2 separate regions of the Mus musculus genome follow, and region 2 is linked to region 1. Evidence: chromatin contacts called from public HiChIP or PLAC-seq data. All regions are on one chromosome and are shown on one strand. The core of a region is the stretch at or near the end of the contact, and the rest is flanking DNA. Distances in the headings are between cores, read along the strand shown.

Region 1 (3,717 bases), core at 827-3,326:
GTTTGCAGAGCACTGCTGGGCTGCACACAGCCAAGGGCTGGATGGTACGTGATTGGTGGTACGTGATTGTAATCTCAGGAGAGTAAATTAATGGTCACCCTCAGGTACAAAGGAAATCCTAGGCCAGCCTGGGCCACAAAGACCCTGTCTCAAGAACAAGTAACAAAGTGAAAACTGCTGAGTGAAATGGCAACTTAGTGAGATCTGTCTCAAAGAAAAAAGGGTGGGTAGAGGGCTTCCTTACCACCCATCTATAAGGCCCTACCCACATACAGTGCTCAGTATGAGAAGAACAAATGGAAACTATCACTTACATTTTTATATTGATACTGAATAATTGTCATTTCTACTTGATAGTATGTATCACTAAACTTTTGTGATATACAAAAGTCATGTAAATATCACATCTAAATGAAATTAATAATCACAGTAGGAACCTCTCAAGATTATATGTATATAGAACAAAGACTAGCATGAAAAACAGAAACTTAAATGATGAAAATAAAGCCAAATATCATACACACAGTTTAGGAGAAAAAAAAGACTTCTGTGAAGAGTCTCAAGTCATAATCAATAATCAGGCACAGAAAGAGAGCGCCTTTTCCAGCCTGTGCCACTATCTAGTTTATTGCAATAACAGCCTATAAGAGAAACACAGATTCCTCGCCTGCCTGCCTGTCTGCCTGCCTGCCTGCCTTGGAGAATCACCTCAACCATATTACCTACCTGACTACTCACTAGGTAAGAGAAAACTTTAGTTAAGGTAATAAAAACTAAAGATATCTTAGAAGAGAGTCATACCTCATGGAGAAAATTTGATTTTAAAGGACTAAAAACCTTAACATTAGCGGGGCATGGTGGCTCACAGCCCAACCCCAGAGGCGGGCAGATCTTTTTGAGTTCCAGGTCAGCATGGTCTACATATTGAGTCCCAGGCTAAGGAATACATTGTGAGACCCTGTCTTAAGAAAAGTATAATAACCTTCAATAAATAATCCATAAACTTCTGACAACCTTCATGCCAGGCATTTGGGCTAATTTCCAAACCTTGAGTGATACCATATTGTGTGAGACTGTACTTACTGCTCATCTGACTTGTAACTTCTAGTGAATACACATATTTTAAAAAGTCATATTTACAAATGGAGACAAATATTTTAACCTCGTTCCCTTAGAAAAGTGATTTTCCAACTGCATTAGTGGGAGAATTGGGATAAGTCATCGGAGAGTTATTCTTTCCTTCGCTTCGACTTTTTTCCCCAGGTACAATAAACAATCTTCCCTTACTGTCTTTCCTTCGTTTTCCAGTACTTAAAAAGCACCCGAACAAGTGACACGTCTCTCCCACCCCCTGCCACTAAGCGGTGAGCTAACAAATTGCAGCGAGCTGGAGAGGTTCCCAGGACTGCTTCAAAGGTGGACCCCGACGGGAGGCCCGCTGCGAGGCCAAAGAAGTGAGGCCGGTTTGGTGCAACCTTGCGTGAAAAAAACCACCTTTCGCTCCTCTCCCCTCTAAAGCGGGGAGGGGTGGCTGTCGTCCCGAGCCCCCGCCCGCTCTTCCCAGGCCAGCTCGCACCTCGGAGGCCTCAGTGCCCCCGGGCTCTCCCTGCGGCGCCGGGTGCGGCCAACCTCCGCTTCCCCAGGGCAGGGCTCGGCTCCGGTCAGCGCAATCAGCCCCAGTCAGGCCCAGACCCGGCCGGCTCAGCCCGCCTGGCCACCGCGGCCCCTGGACCCCCGCCAGCGGGGATGGGCGTGGGCCCGGCCGGCCACCGCCCCGCCGACAGGGACTCCCGAGGAGCGCGAGCCCCACCCGCGGCGCCGGCTCCGGACCTACCTGCAGGGGACGGTGAGGCTTCTGGACAGCCGCTGCGGGCCCGAGGGCCGGCGCCGCGGCGGCCCGGAGCCCGTCCCCCAGGGCCCCTAGCGTCGCTCCGGGTTCGGGATGGGGCAGGGCGGGGACACACGCCGGGGGGCTGCGGCCGGCCAGCGCGGCCCGACGCGGGGTCGCGAGGACCTGGCTCTCCCCTCAGCACCAGGCCATCGCTGCCGCCGCCATTTTGCCTTCCACTCCGTGTCGCCGCCGCCGCCGTCCGCCGCGGGTTTCCCGGATGTGGGCATTTCCCGGCGTCGCTTGCGCGGGGGCCGAGGACTGGGGGCTTCAGGCCGCCCCGCTGGGCCCCGGAGCTAGCGCTCCGTTTGTGGCCTCCCGACCGAGACTCGCTCGCCCGCTTCCCCGAGCCGGGGTGAGTGTGGCCCAGAGAGTGGAGTCTGTACCACCACGTTCTGGCTCCGCACGGAGACGCGGGCGCGTCGCGGCGAGCGTGGGTCGCACCAGGAAAGGGCGGTGAACGGCGCTCCGAGACCGCGGACGTCACGAGGCAAGATGTCTAGAGCTTGAATAAAACTCGAGTCTTCCAGAGCTGGGAGCGAATGTGGTTTTGGAACTAGCCAGATGGAGTGTTCTTGAAACTGGACCTGTGGATTTGCAGAGTTCGGTCCAGCGGATCTGCAGGAGAGGTCATTGTAGCCATAACGAGTAACGGGGCCGCTGTCAGAAGTTCTGTTTCTCTTGAAATTGAATCTGCTGTTCGGGATGCATCACTGACTTTGGTCTTTTAATGCATTGTTCTCTTTTGCGGGGGATTAGGTCCACGTAGAGGATCTCTAGGCCGCAGCGTGTGTGCCAAAACTCCCATTCTCCTACCCCACTCCACCTTTCCTAGTGCTGAGAATCTAAATGGTGCCAACCAACACTGGGCTGTCTATCACCTGTAAATATGAACACAGTCCCCAGTTTTGCTGGTAGGTAATACATGCAATTATTTTTTTTTTCAGATACTCTATTTTGTGTTAGACCAAAAAAGTAAAAACGTTGACATCCCAGTGTAACCAGGAATTGAACCATGCTATGCCAGTGCTCTACCACTGAGCTATATCCTCAGAACATTTTATAGTTTTCATTGAGACTGGGCCTCACTGTTATCCGGACTGGCTTTGAACTTGTGATCCTTCAGCCTCAGTCTTAAAGGTAGCTGAGATAACAAGCCTGCTCCATGAAGCCCAGTTCTGCTTTTTTCTGAGGTACTGTATCCAAAAGTTCAACTATGAAAACCTCAGATGGTCAAATTTAGATGACAAGGGAATATTTTAATGTAGTCGCTGCCACTGCTTTAGCTCTGTCGTCATAGTAAAAATCCCTAATGTGGCTTCAGCCCCACTATGCTGTTGGGATCGTCCTACAAATCAAGGTCCCTACCTTGTGCTTTGGTAGGTAGGTACAATTTTAAGACGTGTAATTCAATGGACTATGTCTGCTAATTTGAACCATTAAAAATATTTTAAGCACAGAGAGCTGGAGCTGCTTCTTGAGAGGGCTAAGTCACCGCACAAGCCAGGGTGCAGTGAAAAGACCCTTGGGAAAGAAGCAGAGGAGCGGAGGCCAGGCCAGGCCAGGGCCTAAACTCAGGCCTCCAACCTGGAGCTAAGTCTGGGAGAGCACCAGCATTACCAACTTTGCAATGATGAGATGCAGTTATTGTGTAATACTTCCAACTTTTAAAAATCAGAATTACCTTTGGGACACTTTTTATATTAGGTCATTCTTTTTTAGATGTTAGAAAACTATCTAGAATGTATATTGTTCACAAGCATTGATGTGAAAACATTTGTTTTTGGAAATAAATGCATTGAAGGATGCATTGAAAAGCTGGGGAATCT
Region 2 (3,717 bases), core at 584-3,083, 160 kb before region 1:
TTCCAGAATAACACAGCTGGCTGGGGACAGACTCCATAGAAGGAGCCCTATCTGCCAACACCTAACCCTGGGCTCCTGTCTGTCACTTGCTTCGTTCCTTCTGAAGAAAGCTGCTCCTCTTGTGAGCATGGTTAGCATCAACTTGCTGAGCAGGCTACAACAGGCACTTTTCCTAGCTCCCTACTAGGAAGGGTTGATTCCACATCACAGAACCAGAGAGCAATTTGCCTGGTTCACACAGCTACCAAGATACAGAACAGGGTTTGAAAGTCTGATCTAGGAGAAAGAAAGGAGAGAGAGAGAGAGAGGGAGAGGGAGAGAGAGAGAGAGAGAGAGAGAGAGAGAGAGAGAGAGAGAGAGAGAGAAGGAACCCAACAAAGTAAAATGAGAGCTAGCATTTGCTCTAGCTGTACTGCCTCTGGTATGTATACCCAGAAGAACCTAAACCAAGCACAGCATCAGCTTTCACACCCATCTCTGCCAAAACCCTCCTCACGGTATGTGGGTCATAGAGTCAGTCCAGATACCCATGCCTTTGCTCATAGAGAACAGTAGCCTGACTTTGGGTAGCTGTTCCTCACTACGACCCCCTCCCCCCTGCAACTACTGGAAAGTTACCTTCCAGATGGTCCCTGCAGGCTAACACCTGCTGTCATTTGATGGCTCACAATACCACGTCTTAGTGTGCTTTTGTTTCTGGAGCAGCTTTTGTTTCTGAAGCCTGAGAGGAGTTTTTGGGTTAAAATCCAGGTATCTGCAGAACTGATGGGAATCTACTTTTTAGTTTTTCCTGCAGGCCTGGATCTGGGGCCCATCTACTTTCAAAGCCATGAATGGCTTACAATGATACGTATTATGCCATATATGTGCACAATTACTATTGCTTCTCTGCAGAGATGTATGGATTTTAATAAATAATTAAAGGGTCTTTTTAGTCTGGAGACTAAAAGAAATGTAATGTGTATACACAATGGCATATACATTTTAAAAAATGATGATTATGTCGTTTGCAGGAAAACAATAATACTTAAGATTCATCTTAATCAATAGAAGCCAGACTCAGAAAGTCGGAGATGGCATATATATGGAATCTCACTTTATATATTGTGTGTGTGTGTGTGTGTGTGTGTGTGTGTGTGTGTGTGTGTATATATATATATATAGCAGGGAAGGATAAGGGGACTATTTGTTGAGGAGGGAGGGGACCAGTGGGAAGAAAGGAGAAGAGACAAGAGGGGTAGTAGAAAGTGTGGGCCAAGCATGTGACATACATGTATGACTATGCCATTAGGAAACCTATTGATTTGTAGAATAGTTTTTAAAAATTCATCCATCAGTCCTAAAACTCTTTGAACCAAACCACAGAGAGGAAATGTTTCCCAGGACTCCTGATAACAAGGTCTCTGGCCCCAGCGCTCAGTAATAAGATGAAGGAAACCAAAGATGCTACCTCATAGCCACATTGCTGCCATCGATCACTATGGGCCGCAGGAAGCGGGCTGGATCTCCGCCAGCCTCTTCTAGGCCTGGTCCCAGGCCCTGCTGGGCAGAGTCTTGGACCCCGCAGCATCCCCGGGGAATCAGCACTACCCCGGTGCCACTGGCTGGATCCTCCTGGGCCCTTGGGCGACTGCCGGTCTGGATCAACTCTTGAAGCACGTCATTGACCAAGGCACTGTCACCCAGTTTGCCCAGCACCCTGACCACGTCCTCCTGGCTGTAGCCCAGTTTCTGGAAAAATTCCATCTTGCTCCGATGCTCCATATTGTGCCAGCTGTTGCTTGGCCCGGCTCCTGCCCCAAGCTTCCTCCTGGCAGAACAGCACAGGCATGAGCTAAAATGAAAAAACAGTCGTCAGGTGTTTGCCGAGCAGCCTGGCAGGCAGGCTACCGGGTGAGAAGGGCACGCAGCGTGCTCCTCCCTCGTGGCGTTATCTATCAGGAAATCATGTGGCTCCAGGTCCCCTTGGGGATTTTCATTTGCTTGGTGTGGCTGGCAAGCCACCGATGCAATTATGCCTCTTTTACTTTTAGTGTATTCTCTGATGCCTTTGTTCCTGTGTGCCTGTACAGGGAAAGTTAACCAGGGCCCAGGGTGGCAAGAGCCAAGTAGGGCACCAAACCAGACAAACCTTTTTAGAGACTCTGTTAGGAGCAAGATGCCATCCACCCAGATTTCTGTACTGAAGTGGTTAGCACCAATACCTCCGGGTGTCACAGTATTTGGAGAAAAAGACCTTTCAAATCAGGTCCTTGGGGACATACCTTCACCCTAAACAGATGCTCTACAAGAAGAGACAAGGTACTTTAGACACACACACATATTAGCTTAGGAGGGTGGAGGGACTCCTGTGGTTGTGAGCAGGTTAGGGCGTGAGACCAGGGAAGGAACCAACATTGTTGACTCTTTGATCTAGAACTTGCAGCCTCCAGAACACAGTGGCTTTCTATTGTGTCAGCCCTTGCTTGCCAAAATGGCTACATCGGTCCTGGTTATAGCAATCCTGGCAGGCAGTATAGGCTGCTGGCTCACCCACAAGAGAATACTCACAGAAGGGGGCCGGCCCCTCCCAGACAGGCAAGGCTACCCGGGAACCCAACTCTGCAGTCTAGCTCAATTGACTGACTCAGATTACACTTAACCTTAAAAATAAACAATCCAGACTCATATTGGGCTCTTCCTCTGGGGACACTCAGCATGGCCTGTCATATCTCCTGTGTAGAGGTGACAATGAAGAGCCTGCACCTGACAGTTGTGTTCAAAGGGAGAAAATGGAATACTCAGGGCACTCCGGGACTCTCTGCTAGTCACAGAAACTTGACACCATTCAAAAATGTGTAAAACTATACAGATGATCCATGAAAACCTAGTCCCCATAAAGGAGCCCAACAGCGCAGAAGTAGAAAGAAGGTATAAAACAAGCTCTACACCTCCAGCGCCTCCTACGCACGACTCCAGCGCTTTCTCTTTGCACCCACCTGCATTTAATAGAGACACACGGATATGGTCTTGGGGTTGCCTCTGGCTTATTTTTGCATGCATGATGCCGAGCTGTGTGTATCGTTAGTCAGCAGCTTGCCTTTGTCCTTTAAAACTCAGATTGAACATCTTGTCCCGCCAGTTTCCATGATCTGGCTGTTGTATGCCCAGAATCAAACTTGATGGTGAATGAATGAATGAATGAATGAATGATGGTCTTTAGGGTTAACCATACGCCGAATGACGCAAATTTTAGTCCGACTCCTGTTTTTCCACTGCTACAGATGCTGCTTACTGAAGATTCTTGCGCATGCTCCTTTCACTGCCCCACCCCCTTCCCAATGCTATGGACTCTTCACCTTTGCAACCCAATCTTCTGTATGAATCCTTAGCAGGAGGTGTGCTTCTGGGCTAGCCTCCCACTTGGCTGTCACGTGCTTCTGAAGACCTGTCCTTCCAGGGCAGGAACCGGGACAGACTAAGTCAGAGGCTGCCAAGCACAGAGCGTTTCAAGTACAACCTTCTAGACAGAGAGACCTCTACTGCTGCCCCAGAATGTTTGCTCCCACTCTGCCTCTGTGCAAGCCCTCTGGCTTGGACCCAGAATTATATCAACAAAAATCTAACCATATTTCCATCTACCCCAACCCCTAGTGACTACAGAAAGGACGCCAAGTTCCTGAGCCTGCAGAACAGCTGTGTTGCCCTGTGGCTCTGACCTCGGCCACCTCACTACCT

The links. HiChIP or PLAC-seq counts read pairs in DNA pulled down with a chosen protein or histone mark.
Region 2: a contact with region 1 is called in an H3K4me3 HiChIP or PLAC-seq map of the 230-238 cell line, with 22 read pairs. The contact joins the enhancer-like site here to the promoter of Lats1 in region 1. A contact is called at or near these places in 1 of 39 promoter capture datasets (cranial neural crest), 1 of 484 Hi-C or Micro-C datasets (B cells), 1 of 115 datasets of contacts at active chromatin or transcription factors (the 230-238 cell line) and 2 of 9 other capture datasets (liver and pancreatic islet).

What each region holds. Positions count from the first base shown.
Region 1 is chr10:7,679,568-7,683,284 of GRCm38.p6, reverse strand. It overlaps Lats1 (large tumor suppressor), which reads right to left and starts at 2,076. Exons shown (of 8, transcript NM_010690.1): 1 at 1,835-2,076. It also overlaps a transcript of Pcmt1 not described here.
Region 2 is chr10:7,837,882-7,841,598 of GRCm38.p6, reverse strand. It overlaps Zc3h12d (zinc finger CCCH type containing 12D), which reads right to left. Exons shown (of 6, transcript NM_172785.3): 2 at 1,451-1,834. The coding sequence starts at 1,764. Among named protein-coding and RNA genes, the nearest start is that of Mir5104, 3.4 kb to the right of the region's middle. Within about 2 kb of position 1,833, at least 66 of the 459 cell types and tissues checked have an H3K27ac peak or open chromatin away from gene starts, as enhancers often do. A contact at or near this core is called in the 230-238 cell line, B cells, liver and 1 more, where this site is marked.